Regions from separate parts of the Mus musculus genome. Here region 2 is linked to region 1. A link is a contact called in public promoter capture Hi-C data. All regions are on one chromosome and are shown on one strand. Each heading gives the region's core, a stretch centred on a gene start, on an enhancer-like site or on the middle of the called end of the contact. The rest is flanking DNA. Distances are from core to core; before and after follow the strand shown. Region 1 holds the start of Iqgap3 (IQ motif containing GTPase activating protein 3). Region 2 holds the start of Fdps (farnesyl diphosphate synthetase).

The links. Capture Hi-C pulls out chosen DNA fragments and counts their contacts.
Region 2: a promoter capture Hi-C map of liver shows a contact between it and region 1, with 2.7 times the contacts expected there. The contact joins the promoter of Fdps here to the promoter of Iqgap3 in region 1. A contact is called at or near these places in 3 of 39 promoter capture datasets (cranial neural crest and liver) and 1 of 9 other capture datasets (liver).

What each region holds. Positions count from the first base shown.
Region 1 is chr3:88,079,453-88,087,040 of GRCm38.p6, forward strand. It overlaps Iqgap3 (IQ motif containing GTPase activating protein 3), which reads left to right and starts at 2,599. Exons shown (of 38, transcript NM_001033484.1): 1 at 2,599-2,640; 2 at 4,479-4,566; 3 at 6,698-6,854. The coding sequence starts at 2,604.
Region 2 is chr3:89,098,383-89,105,970 of GRCm38.p6, forward strand. Fdps (farnesyl diphosphate synthetase) reads right to left here and starts at 3,585. Exons shown (of 10, transcript NM_134469.4): 1 at 3,480-3,585; 2 at 2,287-2,449; 3 at 918-1,058. The coding sequence starts at 2,427.

The DNA.
Region 1 (7,588 bases), core at 1,349-3,848:
TCTGTCATTCTGAACCAGCATCCAGTTCCCTTCAGTGCCACACCCACCATGTCCTCGAATCTCCTTCCACATCACTGACAATACAAGCAGCACCAACAATCAACGTGGTCACGATTAACACATACATTTCAATGATAACTTTAAATGCCAGTGGAATCAACTCTTCAAAAGACACAGACTGACAAAAGCCAGGGGCTAGAGAGATGGCTCAGTGGTTAAGAGCACTGACTCCTCTTCCAGAGGTCCTGAGTTCAATTCTCTGCAGCCACATGGTAGCTCACAACCATCTGTAATGAGATCTGACACCCTCTTCTGGTGTGTCTGAAGACAGCTACAGTGTACTCTTATAAATAAAATAAATAAAATTTAAAAATAATCAAACAAAACTCCCCAAATCCATCTATCTGTTACTGCCAAGAAATGCATCTTAGCTGTAAAGATAGGCACTGCTAAAAGGGTGGACAAAGTACTCCATCAAACAGAACCAGGAAGAAGCAGGTATCAATATCCTAATAACTGACAAAACACCTCAAACTAAAACAAGTCAAAAGAGATAAGGGGGACACTTCATCCTAACCAAAGGGACAATTAACCAAAGAGATGTCACTATTCTAAACCCAGCTCTGCGGTGCCCAATTTCATTTTTAAAAGTCTACTACTGTATTTAAAGACAAATTATCTTCAATCCATTAATAGCTGATTTCAGTACCCTTCTTGTGTCATCTGGACAAAAAATAAACAGAAACACAATTCATTGACATCATACATCTAATGGACTTAACAGACATCTACAGAACATTCCACTCAGCCAGGCATGGAAACTTTTCTAAAGTAGACCATATCTGGGACACAAAACAGGTCTTTATATATTCAGGAAGATGGAAATAACTCCTTATATCCTATCAGAACACAATGCAATAAAACTTGAAATTGACACCAAAAATTTCTAGTCAATATGCAAACTCATGGAGATTTAACAACTCATCACTGGAGTTAATGAAGAAATCAATCAATCAATCAATCTCCCTGTAACTAAACCAAGGACACCTCTGGCACACATGGAAAGCAGCCCTACAGGGGGAATCTATAAGATGCCTGTATTAAAGGATCAGAAAGAATGGCTCCAGAAGTTAGAGAGACAAGAGGAGCTAAATAAAGAATCCAAGGCCAGATGGATTCACAGACGAATTCTACCAGACACTCAAAGAGGATCTATAGCCAGTCCTTCACTATTACAAAAAAGAAAAAAGAAAAAAAAAGAGCTTGCCTGTGAGAGATTATCTTGGCCATGTTAATTGATTAGGTAGACCCTTTTTAATTGTGGGTGGGGCCATTCCCTGGACAGGGGACCCTGGAGTATACAAAATGGAGAAAAGGAGCAATTTCATATATGTGTATAAAGTGTTGTCATATTTATTCCTCATATTGTGTCATTTGAAATATTTCTGTATAGAAGGAATATTATCTCTATAAATAATCTTCACATTGACTTTGTTAGTTGTGTAGGAAGTCTTTTGTTTGTTGTTTGTTTTTCAAGACCCTGTTTCTCTGTGTAGCCCTGACTGTCCTGAAACTTGCTCTGTGGACCAGAGTTGGCCTCAAACTCACAGAGATCTTCCTGCCTCTGCCTCCCCTAGTATTAAAAGAATGTGCCACTCCAGGAGAAGTTTTTTTTTTTTTTCTTTTAAAGATTTATTTATTTATTTATTTATTTATTATATGTAAGTACATTGTAGCTGCCTTCAGACACACCAGAAGAGGGCATCAGATCTCATTATGGATGGTTGTGAGCCACCATGTGGTTGGTGGCTCAGAAGAGCAGTCAGTGCTCTTAACTGCTGAGCCATCTCTCTTTTTTTTTAAAATGACTTATTTAGTTACTTTTATTTTATGTGCATTGGTGTTTTGCCTGCATGTATGTTTGTGTGAGGATGTCGGACCCCCTGAGGCTGTAGTTGGGACAGTTGTAAGCTATTATATGGATGCGGGGAATTGAACCCGAATTCTCTGGAAAAGCAGCCCGTGGTCTTAACCGCTGATCCATCTCTCCAGCCCCAACCCTTAGCTGGCGATTTCAACCAGACTCCATGGTGGCGGGACCTCCTTTCCCTTCCCACACCCTTTTAATTAATCTGTTTTTCTGTCCTGCTCAAGATCAGCTGAAGCCTTCACTAGGAAGGTCTCTGCCTCCACTGCAGTGGATCTTTCCCTCTGTGCGGCATAGACCTCCAAGCTTTTGACTGTGCTATCTGTTGTTGCTGTAACAGCACTAGTCTAGAACATGTATATCCCTGCATTTGTCATCTAGTTCAGAGTAAAACACCAAATAGCACACAGGGAGGCCCAGGAATTCTATAGGAAGTAGGACAGGTTAGTGAAAGGAAGGGCAGCTGCAAGGACTATTTGTTAAAAAGCCAGATGAGCAGCGGGGCCTTAGAGAAAGCAAATCAAGAAACTGACCTAAGCTAGCTCACGATCTCTAAGAGGAACTACAAAACCCAGGGTTCCCTGCGGCACGAACGGGAAGCGTCCCATCCCGGCGTGACCGCAGTGAGGGGTGGTGTCCCAGCGGCGGGAGATTCAAAACTGGCAGGAGAAGGAACATGGAGCCGTGCGCGGCAGGCCGAGCTCGGACAGCCTGTGAGTGCGGGAAGGATCTGAGGGTGGAGCGGGGTGCTGCTGGCGGGGCTTGGTTTTCGCGGGATTGGCTGCCCGGAGCACTGCTCCCCCGGGAATTCGCCGAAGTGTGCTCCAGGTAACTGAGCTGCAAACCCTTCAAAGGGCGCACTCCCTTTTTCCCAGTTTCTGGGGCTCCAGGGTGGAGGAGTCTAGATGATCTAAATGGCCCCTTAAAACTCAGCAGTTACTGTATTTGCCAAAAAGTGCCACGGGACGGGATTCCGCATTGAGACGCTGCCTCCCAAATGACTTGACGCCTGATCACCTGGACGCTTTTTTAAAATGCAGAACCCGGAGGGCCGGTTTGGCAGCGCACTCCAGTAATTCCAACAGTTGCAAAGTGGAGGCCGAAGGTCAAAAGTTCATGGTCATTGTTAGCTACATAGTATAGAGAGGACAGCCTGGGCTACCTGAAACATGGTAACTCGGGCTGAGAAAAACTCGGGTTGGTGGGGAGGGTGGAAAGGATTCCACCTGACCATCTGAATGAAAAACAATGTCCATCCACCTCATGAAGGAACGGAAGCTCCAGGAAACCTGTTTGTTTGTTTGTTTGTTTGTTTTTGAGACACTCTGGTATGTGGGCGTGTGTGCAGGCAGGAGGCTAGCGCCTCCCTTGCTCAAGGCCCCTCCCATTCCACCTCGCTGAGTTCCCAATTCATAACTCTGAGGTGATGTCACTCACTTACTGGTTTATTTTCCATGCTTCAACAACCAACTCTTGTTCCTTTGTAAACTCCCTCAGAGCAATCAGGGGATTTTTCTGCTGTTGGCCAGCACTTTCAAATCTGTATTTGGAAGCGTGTGTCTGTTGAACTGCCAATTCAAATAAGCCCAGCCCTTCCTGAAGTCATACTGCAGGATATCCAAGATGAGGAAATGGGATAAGGAATAAAAATGACTGGAGTGCCCAGTCAAAGACAGAGAGACCATGCTGTCTCTTGCGTATTCTCTGAGCTCGGTTGTTCGTTGCTCCTGTGCGCAGCTGTCCCGTGTTTATGTTTATAGTGTGTTCCCCATGAAAAACATAGAGAGGTAGTAAGACTGTGGCTAAGGCAAAATAGGAGTACTCCGTAGCCCAGAAAGGTCTGGCATGAATGAATGACTGCGCTAATGGTTGATGATGTCAGCCATGCTCCCAAGGATGACAGTGAAGGGGGTTCATGAGAAAGATGGGAAGATGACTGGCTGCATAGGAGACAAGGAAATGTCTCTGGTACAGAAGGCTGCAGGATGCTCCCTGATAATGGGTACACTGGGAAGAACTGGGGCACGGAGAGGGTTTCTGTGCTCTGAGGGGACTGCTGAGGGAATATGTTCAGAGCTGAGGTCCCTGTCTTGGTTTTTGGTTTTTTTATGATCCATTTTTATTTATTTTTTATTTTTTGGTTTTTCGAGACAGGGTTTCTCTGTGTAGTCCTGGAACTCACTCTGTAGACCAGGCTGGCCTCAAATTCTTGTCTCTGAAGATTTTTTTTTCTTTCTTTTTTTGTTGAGACAGGGTTTCACTGTATAGCCCTGGCTGTCCTGGAACTCACTCTGTAGACCAGGCTGGCCTTGAACTCAGAAATCCGCCTGCCTCTGCCTCCCGAGTGCTGGGATTATGGACATGCACCACCACTGCCCAAGATCCATTTTTATTTATGTGCACGTGTCTGTGTGAATATACACCTTGTGTGTATGGGTGCCCACAGAAGCCAGAAGTGGGCATTGGTAGTTGTGAGCTGCCCAGCCCAGCGTGGGTGCTGGGTTTCCTATCTAACGCTGCATTCCTTGCCTTGTCTCCCCTCACGATTTAGATGAGCGCCTCACAGCTGAGGAAATGGATGAGCAGAGGCGACAGAATGTCGCCTATCAGTACCTCTGCCGGCTGGAGGAAGCCAAGCGGTAAGCAGGGTCCACTTCTCCTACCTGATTCCAGTCACCTGTCCCCAGAGCAAATGCAAACAGACAAGGGGCTGTGCTGCTGGAAAGGGCAAGTTAAAATAGTTTTGTCTAGCCATGCATGAGACCACACCCCTGTAGTCTCAGTGCTTAGGAGGTAAGAGGATTAAAAAAAAAAAAAAATCAAGGTCAGCCCAAAGGAGGTGGCTCAGTAAAGTGCCACTACTGGGGAGGCAGAGGCAGGCAGATCTCTGAGTTCAAAGCCAGCCTGGTCTACAGAGGTCCCTGACAGCCAGGGCTACACAGAGAAACTCTGTCTCAGAAAGAAGAAAAAAAAAAAAAGCGAAAAAGAAAACAAAACAAAGTCTTGATTAGTTTCAGGCTCAATAGAAGACGCCATATTTTCCTTAGACAAGGTCTCTCACTGAACCTGGAGCTAGGCTGCTGGGGTCACCAGTACTTGTGGCTATGCCTGGGGTTTTATGTGGGTGCAGGGCTTTGAGCTCAGGCCCCCATGCCTGTGTGGCTAGCACTCTGACCTGTTGAGTCATTTTCCACTCCCTTTTTATTTCCTTAAAAAAATTTGTTTTTAAAATTTAACTTAATGTATATGATTGTTTTGCCTATATGTTTGTCTGTGTACCGTGTGCATGTCTGGTGCCCTTGGAGGCCAGAGGGGTTATCAGATCCACTGGAACTAGAGTTACAGATGCGTGAGCCGCCATTCAGATGCTGGAATCAGAATTGGAACCTTTTACCTCTGAGCCATCTCTCCAGCGCCACCCCCCCTTTTTTTTTCTTAGCCAATAGTCTCTGTTAATGTTTTCCAAAAAGAAGATAGGATGAAGCAGATAGGAAATCAGATGTCTAGCAAGGACAGCTCGAAATAAGATCTGCTTGGCTCCCTTTGGAAACATACTATCTGTAGACCTCAATATCTGGAGAGTCTGTTTAGGGAGTCACTGTGCCTGACTTGTATAACCTCCAGCAGTAAAATGCATTTATATTCAAAGTGTGCTCAGACTGATAGCTCCCTGATCCTGGCAGCTGCCCACTGAAGACCGGTGATGCTGGCCTCATTTCTACAGAATGCAGTGGAGTCTCAGAGGTGAACTGAGGAAATCATTTCATCAGACATGAGCTTTCTGTACCTAAGTTCTCAGAACCATAAACAATGAGAGAAATGGCAGAGCCCATTTGGTTTGAGTCAGGTGTGTAGCCAGACAAAGTGAGAGGTTACCTTACACATCAGGGTAAGAGTCTGGCTATACCTCCATGAAGTCAGGCTGTAGTGACAGTTTTAGAATTTTGGGTTTTTTGGTTTGGTCTTGTTTTTTTGAGACAGGATTTTTTTGGTGTAATCAACCCTGGCTGTCCTGGACTTGCTTTGTAGACCAGACTGGCCTGGAATTCATTGGGATCCCTCTGCCTCTGCCTCCTCTGCCTCTGCTGGGATTAAAGGCATGTCCCACCATGCTCAGCTGTTTTCTATAAAAATACAGACATATTGTAAGACTGTGCTTTCATTTTATCCCAGGTGGGGGGGGGGGTGTGTGTGTGTGTGTGTGCGTGCGTGCGTGCGCGCGCGGGGGGGGGGGGGGGGTGTGCTTTGACTGCCCACAACAGCTGACTATGATTTGCCTCCTGCTCTAGCAGAGGCGTGGTTTCAACAGCTGCATATAGTTTCTGCCATTGCGTGTTGTTTGGAATTCTGGGACCTTTTCAGAGAGTGAGGGCTTTAAGAGGCATTGGTGATGGTTGTTCATGGGGGTTGGTTGTAGTTTGTTAATAGCCATAGTTAAAAAGAAATTAGATTAAGAGATCTCTCTCCCCCACCCCCCCATCAAACTGGGAGGGGGAGGGGGAGAAAGGGTGAAAAAAAGAAGAACATGTAAAGTAGCAAAGACCAGCTACAGCAGGCAGGTATGGGAGCCACCCAGGGAGGCTTTCCAAGGTGAATGAGGGAAAGGGTTGGCCTATTCAGGCCTCTGTGGCAGCCTGGGGAAATTGGGGATCAGCAAGCCAATAGGGTAGGGAAGGGATGGAGTGTCAGGTCAAAAGGGATGGGCAGATCCTGCAGGCGCAAGGACCTGTGTGGCCTGCCAGTGGGTAAGACATGCTCTCCTGTTCATAGTTGGATGGAGGTGTGCTTGAAGGAGGAGCTTCCTTCCCCTGTGGAGCTGGAGGAGAGCCTCCGGAATGGAGTGCTACTGGCCAAGCTGGGCCACTGTTTTGCACCCTCTGTGGTCCCCCTGAAGAAGATCTACGACGTGGAGCAGCTACGCTACCAGGTGGACACAGTGTGATCTATCCCCTTACCATCTCTCCCCCACCAAGATGCCCCTTTTCACAGCTATAAGGGTATGGGACCACGTCATTTAAGGGTCCATATATGAGCTGGCCGTGACATGCATGCTTTCATCCCAGCACTTGGGAGGCTGAGACAGGCGGATCTCTGTAGTTTGAGGCTGAGGCCAGCCTGGTCTACAAAACATGTCCCAAGACAGCAGGGGCTGGCTACACTAAGAAGCCCTGTCTCAAAAAAACAACAACAAAAAAGTCCATATACAGTCATTTTTGAGGATGAAAAGAAGTATAAATAATTGTATGTGGTTAGTATCTATTCACTAGCATCTCTCTGCCATGTGGGTGCTCCCCTAACAGCATGGAGCCCTGCTGCCTGGGCCATAAGGTGCCCTGAGGTACAAATGGCTGGAGGTTTTTCTAATTACACTGCACACTCCGAGGCTCGTGGGCTTTGCCACCCTGAAGGGTCTTGCTTGTCTCTTCTTGTCTCTCTTTTTATTTTTAGACTTGTTTATTTATTATATGTAAGTACACTGTAGCTATCTTCAGACACACCAGAAGAAGGTGTCAGATCTCATTATGGATGGTTGTGAGCCACCATGTGGTTGCTGGGATTTGAACTCAGGACCTTCGGAAGAGCAGTCAGCGCTCTTAACCGCTGAGCCATCTCTCCAGCCCCAAGTCTCTTCTTCATGCTCTAACCAGCTCGAGCCTCTTG
Region 2 (7,588 bases), core at 2,335-4,834, 1.0 Mb after region 1:
ACAGAGCCGCTGCTCTGAGTCCTGTGTGCATGTGTCTGTGTCACACGTGTTCACACGGGTGTCTGGACTGAGCACATACATGAGTCAGGTGTCCTCCACACTCTCCACCTCCTTTTTTGGAGACAAACCTTCTTTCACTGAGCCTGAGCCTGGCACTGACTGACTGGCTAACCTAGCTTGCCAGCAAGCTCTGGGGACCTGCCTGTCTCCGTGCCCAGCACTAGGTGGCCGTATGTATTACACACGTGTCCCAGCTACCACACAGATGTGTGCTTATCAGTGTAAGCATGAGCCCAGGGAGCAGAAGCCTAAGGAAGATGCAGGTGTCTCGCCTGTCACAGCAATGCGTTCCCTTCAAACAGGCTCTCACTGAGCCAGGCAGCCCAGCCAGCCTCCTGCCTCTACCTACCATGCAGATTGTGTTCACTGCCACAGCTGGATTGTCACACGGCCCTGGCATCCCAATTTGGCTCTTCTGCTCCGATAGCTAATGCGCTTACCGGCCAAGCTGGTAAAACTACTTCTTTCCTTTTCTTTTTTTTTTTTTTTTTTTTTTAAGTTTAGGAAGTTTAAGGTTTCTGTTATTTGAAACAAAAGTTTCTTGAGTAGCTCTGGCTGTCCTAGAACCTACTCTGTAAATCAGGCTAGCCTAGAACTCAAAAAGATCCACTTCCCTCTGCTCCCAGTGATGAGACCAAAGGCGTGGGCCGCCACCACCACCATCTGGTGAGATTTAAGGTTAATATTTCTGAAAATTCTCTGTGCCCACCTGTCAGTCCCTGAAGTGATTCACACTGCCTAAATGTGACTACAGCACACAAGAGACACAGAAACACCAACACAAGCAAGAAATAAGCTTAGTCTCCTCATCAAGGAACCCAACTGCAGGACCCTCTGCTCCTCTGGCCCGCTCTTACCAGTTCTACACACCAGCCCACTGTCAGGGCCCGCTGAAGACTCTCAGCATCCTGTTTCTTCGGCTCCACCAGCTCCTGGAAGGCTTGTACCACGGTCAAACCCCGGTTGTACTTGCCTCCTAAGGCATTGTACTCTAGGACCTGAGGCAGGATGAGAAGACATCAGGGTCCACACAGCAGGGACCTGAAGAGATTTTTTTCCCTTCTCCCTCTTTGAACCCCAACTCCCCCTTGGAGAGCCCCTGGATCACTCCCCTCTTCATTCCCTCTCCAACATCCTATGGGCTGTGGCACCCAAGTACCTGCTATATAACATACACCCAAGACTTCCCCCAAGTGGAGGACTGGGACACCTGCCAACAAGCCTGTGTTGAAGACAAGGGCCCTGGTGTGGAGGGATGACTGACACCTATCATCTCAGTACTCAGAAGATGGAAGCAGGCAGGCAGACTGCATGAGTCTGAGGCTAGCCTCAGATACATAATAGGTTCTAGCCAACCCTGGCTACGGAAAACAAACAAAAGAAAAAACGAGGCTTCTCCAAAGTTAGGCAAAAGAAGGCTTTGAAGGGACAGCAAGGTTCAGGGCTATTTCTGACCCCTCCAATGTCCTCCTCCTGGGGCCTTCTCAACTGTGCTTCCTGCTAACTAACTAAGGAGCTAGCTCTTTAATACCGACACAGCATAGACAAAGAAAACTCTCCTCTTAGTTTTTTTTCCTCAGAGATGAGACAACATTTATAAAGTAAGAACTCCCCAGGCTACAGAGATGGCTCAGCAATGAAAAGCACTGCCCCTCGGGAGGACCTGGGTTTGAGTCCCAGCATTCACATGGCAGCTCACAACCATCCTCACACATACATACACGCAGGCAAATCGTCAAATGTCCAAAAAGTGAAAATAAAAATGTCTGTCTTTAAAAGACTTCCCAATCCAGGCACGGTGGTACTGTCACTGACATAGCACACAGAAGGCTGAGGTGGGGTTTGTGTGTCTGAGGCCATGTGGGCTTAAAAAACATGAAACTCTGTCTTAAGAAAATAAACACTGGAAGGAAATAGGTAACTCCAGTAGAACAGTCTTTCTAACAATACAATAACTTCCCTCAGGCCTCAGTGCCAACAGCCTCATGGTATCTACTAAGATCCTATCATAGTTTCAGGGCATGAAATCAAACTTTACTAGGTCCAAGGCTACTCTCAAGCAAGGCTCTCTGGATGGTCAAAAGTCATGGAGCCAAACATCCCCGAGGAGGGCTGAAGTGCAGCAGAGACCCATCTACTCCAGAGACCCAGGTAGTCACTTCGCTCTTATCGAAACCCCTCATGAATCCACACCTCTACCAGCTTCTTCAGTCCTGAATGCCTCACCTCCTTGAGCCGGGCAATAGCATCCCCTATCTCTGGGTGTCCCAGCTCCTTCTCAGTCAGCACCTTGACGATCTGGGAGAAGTGCTGGATGAAATTCTGCTTTTCTTGGTTATAAGCATCCAATTTCTGGTTCCCATTCATTCTGACAGAGGAGCTAAATGCTCTGAGGGAAAAAAAAACACACACACAAACAAATGAGAGGGTGGCTCGGGTGCTTCCCTCCCCGAAGCCCCACACCCCAACCACACTCACCGAGGCTCCTCTGTCCACACTTGGCACCACCAGCGGGCACTGTGCCAGGCCCCCAGGACTGGACACCCATATGCCAGGGAGGGTCGTTGTAGGAAACCAAGCCACCTCTCCCGGGGTGCCCAGCAGGGGGCTGGCAGCAGGAAGACCCCCAGAGATCTCAGCCAGCAGGACAGGGGCATCCTGGGTGTGCATGGGGGTGGGGGCACCAAGCACTCCCTGCAGGAGCAAGCACCGAAGGCAGATGCTTGGTAGCAGTTACCTAAGGTATCCCCCAAGCCAAGCTTGTTACCTCCTGCATTAGAACGCCCCACCCCGCTTCTAAACTCAAGAATTACATAAAAAACACACAGGAAATGAAAAGTTTGTCGGAGTGACTGAGATCCAATAGATCTTCACTTAAACCGAAAATGGCTAAAACTGAACACTTTCTACTTCCAAGGTTGCGTTCACTACAATTCGGAACATTGTATTACGGGAATTACGGGATGCAAGGTCCTTAAGTCACAATGTTAATGGAGACACCGAACTGAGGTTCAGTGAATGTAAGAGAGCTGAGCTGACGAAGAGCCAAAGCTGGAACCCAGGAGTCCGGATGTAGGGGAAAGAGAGGGAAGCTCTTAGATAGTCCCAATGAGGGGACTGGAGCCGAAGGTGCTGTGCGCTTGTCATCTGTCCCGGCACTGGTGCTAACCGCAGCCGGCCTCCGAGCAACAGGTGGGCGTGGGAGGACTCACAAGAGTAAACTAAAGGCCTGGCGTACGGAAGACTTGAGGAAGACGCCAGCGTTTAGAAATTCACGAAGGCACAAGCAAACCGTTCATTCTGGCCCACCGACCCCAAGCCCCGTAACTCCAACACGGACTGGTCCTTTAGTGCCTCGGAGCTTCACCCGATCCGAGACACGGGTAAACCTCAGCTCCAGCCCCAACAATAGCTCTCACCTGTTCTTCAACGCGGATTCTCCCGGGGTCCAAGATGTTTGCGGCTTACACCTAAAAGCTGAGCGTGCATCCGCTCAGCACTCTGGGAGTTGTAGTTCCCAGTCTCCAGGCTCAGGAGGCAGAACATAAATATAAAACTACGACTCCCGGCATGCCACGGACTAGGCGGCAAGAAACTCAGACTTGTGTCTCAGGGTGGGTGTGGCCTAGTTCGCTGATTGGCTAAATTACCTCGTGTGAGCATGGGCCTTGTGACGGCTGGCCAATGAAAGGGTGGCGCGCGGACCATCAGCCCACTAGGCGGTCGGCGGTGTCGGTACACCCATACCGAAAGCCTGGGAAATTGGCTATCTAATTCCTAGCTATAGTTCTTCCAGTGCTTCTGGTTGACAGTGTTTCTAAGATCCCGGAATAACCAGCCTTGCAGCTTCCTATTTCCAACTCTAGCAAATCACTTCTTACATCTTTGATTCTAGTTAGGTGAAGTCGCTCATTTTTCCAGCCCTTAGAAGGGGTGAGGCAATAAGATCAAGAGTTAAAGCCATGGGGTGGGGCTGGAGGGAAAAAAAAAAAAAAGAGTTAAAACCAATATGGGTCGTGTAATGAGTTTTAGGCTACTTGGAAGACTATATGACTATATGAGAGAAAACAACACCTTTCCCCCAGGTACTTTGGCGCCCTTGAAGCAAAAAGGTAAAAACTCAAAGCAGATGTTAGAACTTTCGGCCTCACAGTTTGCCAGCCCACCACGTTGACTCCTTTTTACTCCACCCCAAACCCCATCGCGATCAGAAAAGAGACCTGAAACTACAAACCACCTCAGACATTAATGGACTTGTCCTTGAAGTATTAGAAATAAGTTTCATTGTCCCAAAGAAAGAGACCACTACCACTCCGGACTAAAAGGTTGAAGGGTCTAGACAAGATAAACTTTACACATTGGTTTATTCTGCAAGGTTTCTCCATGTAGCCCTGGCTGTCCTGGAACTCTCACTGTAGACCTGGCTAAACTTCAACTCACAGAGTGAGAAAATAGTAGATTGAACATGGCTCGCAGAGGGGACTAGACCATGCATAAGAGAAGGTAGGGAGCTTAAGGGAGGGCCAAAACAGCATAGCCGAGGTTATAAGAATGTGAAGTGAGGGAAGAGAAGCTCCTGAGATAGAGACGTTTAGGATAATGGGGGAGCTGAGAAGAGCCAGGAACATGTGATATACTGTGAGAGCCTGGATATACTGGGGGAGCCTGGAGGCCGGCATAATTTTTGTCCCTTCTGCTGCCCATGTAAGGGTAACCCCTTTGGTAAAGGGGAACCGGTTTCACAAGTTCCTAACGAATGCTAGTTTTGGTCAGAATTTGAGGAAATGGAGTTTTCTTTAGAGCTCCTTTGGACAGTAACAACATAAGAAACAGACAAGCCAGGGTAACAAAAATAGTCATGAAACAAACTCATGGTAATACCCAATTAACTGCCAGGATGCCAAGTCTGTGCAAGAAGAGAAGAGCTGTCAACCACTGGCTTTGCAAATGGAAAAGAATAAATTAAGATGGTTATCTCATACTGAGGGAAAAGGCAGTAGACTCCCTGATAGGCAGGCCGACGTGGGAAGGGCTGTGACTACTGAGTAATAGCGATGGTGGACTTCCAAGGTGACTGGCTCCTTCCTCACACTCCTGAGCAGAGGCAAACGTCTCTCAGGTTAGAACAAAGGCTTTGTGAACATTTTCTTCTGAAAGCATAGCCACTGTTGATTCAAGGCAGTTCATGACATATTTACACAACAGTTGTGAGCCAATTGGTCCTCCTGTCTGTTTTCTTTTTTTTTTTTTTTTTTTGGTTTTTCGAGACAGGGTTTCTCTGTGTAGCCCTGGCTGTCCTGGAACTCACTCTGTAGACCAGGCTGGCCTCAAACTCAGAAATCCGCCTGCCTCTGCCTCCCGAGGGCTGGGACTCCTGTGTGTTTTCAAACTAGCCTACCCTAAAATAGGGAAGGAAGATCACTCAAAGACTTTTAGGAGAAATTGACCATCTGATTCCTGAATCCTCCCTCTGCTTTGTGGAGAGTCTGTCTCTCTCTCTCTCTCTCTCTCTCTCTGTGTGTGTGTGTGTGTGTGTGTGTGTGTGTGTGTGTGTGTGTGTGTTTCCTCACCTATAATAAAAAACCTTTCTGTGACTGTGGATTCTGTCTGTTCCTGTTTGCTTTGTCTGGGACTTCCCCAGCTCTTACCTGCTACACTCCATAGCTTTTCTGCCTTTTAATTCTTTAGCTGGCAAAGAAAATAAACCCAAGGAAGACTGTAACTTCTTTTTCTTTTTCTTTTTTTCTTTCTTTTTTTCTTTTTTTTTTTTTTTTTTTGCACATTATTTTATTTTTGTCTACAGGAACCTAAAACTCAAAGCACCAGCAGGATCTCTGGTCACTCCTGTAGCTCCTTCTGGAAAACACCCACTGATTCCTTGCTAGAAGTTATTAAAGGCTTAAAAAACCTAAAGGTGGGGCTACTCCCTAGACAGTTAACGTGATGAACATGCTAGACTTTTCATTTTAAGCTGAACCCCAGCTTCTATGGAGAGGTGATCAGAAGGGCTACTAAAACTAGAACAAGCCGGGCAGTGGTGGCACACGCCTTTAATCCCTTTAAGTACTTGGGAGGCAGAGGCTGGCAGATTTCTGAGTTCAAGGTCAGCCTGGTCTACAGAGTGAGTTCCAGGACAGCCAGGGCTACACAGAGAAATCCTGTCTTGAAAAACAAAACAACAACAACAACAAAAACAACAACAACAACAAAACTAGAACAAGGTTCTGAGCCCTGTGCACGTGTTTAAGCTCCACAGACTCCCCTCAGATCTGACTAGTAGATGCTCACTGCTAGTTGTCAGTAACCTGTAACCTGTATAATACAATGCTCAACCTGCTGCTCAGACTCAGTTTACTAACCTACCAGGTTGAAGGAAGGGGTTGCAGGAGCCCCAATTTTTATTACTTGGTCAAAAACACAGGTAACAACTCATTTTTGTGCATGACTGTAACATTTTGAGGGTTTGTCTGGGATGTCTTCTGAGAAGCATTGATATATATTAGGTGAGTGTAAACCAGGCTAAAGCCTGAAAGGATAGGATGATGAGCGTGAGCAACTAGCACCTGTCAAACATGCATGCGTGTGCACACACACACACACACACGATCTTAGATATATAAATATGTATTTAATTTCATAGATTAAAAGGTAAAATCATAAAAAAAATCTCATGAGGAAACATAAGGATAAGTTTTTATTGTTGTGGGACTAGAGAGCTGGCTCAGTGATTAAGCCTGCTTCCAGGCTGGAGAGGTGGCTCAGCGGTTAAGAGCACTGACTGCTTTTCGGAAGGTCCTGAGTTCAAATCCCAGCAACCTCATGGTGCCTCACAACCACCCGTAATGAGAGATCTGACACCCTTTTCTGGTAACAGTGTACTTATGTGTAATAATAAATAAATCCTTTAAAAAAAAAAAAGAAGTGCTTCCAGATATTCCAGAGCACCAGAACTTGGTTCCCAGTGCCCAGCATCAGGCTGATCAACATTGCCTGAAACTTTCAGCCCCTCCAGGACATGCAAACATGTGGCAGAGATATACTAATAAAAAAGTACATTTTTCTATAATATCATTTTTAAAAGATTGATTTTATTTATATGAGTACACTGTAGTTGTCTTTCAGACACACCAGAAAAGGGCATTGATCCCATCACAGATGGTTGTGAGCCACCATGTAGTTGCTGGGAATTGAACTCAGGACCTCTGGAAGAGCAGTTAGTGCTCTTAACCTCTGAGCCATGACTCCAGCCCTATAATATCATTTTTATTATATGGGTTGCCCTTTTCTTTTTTCTTTTTTCTTTTTCTTTTTCTTTTTTTCTTTTTTCTTTCTTTCTTTTTTTTTTTTTTTTTTTTTTTTTTTTGAGACAGGATTTCTCTGTGTAGCCCTGGCTGTCCTGGAACTCACTCTGTAGACCAGGCTGGCCTCGAACTCAGAAATCTGCCTGCCTCTGAGTGTTGGGATTAAAGGCGTGTGCCACCATGCCTAGCATGGGTTGCCCCTTTTCATTGTTGCAGCTAAGGAGCAA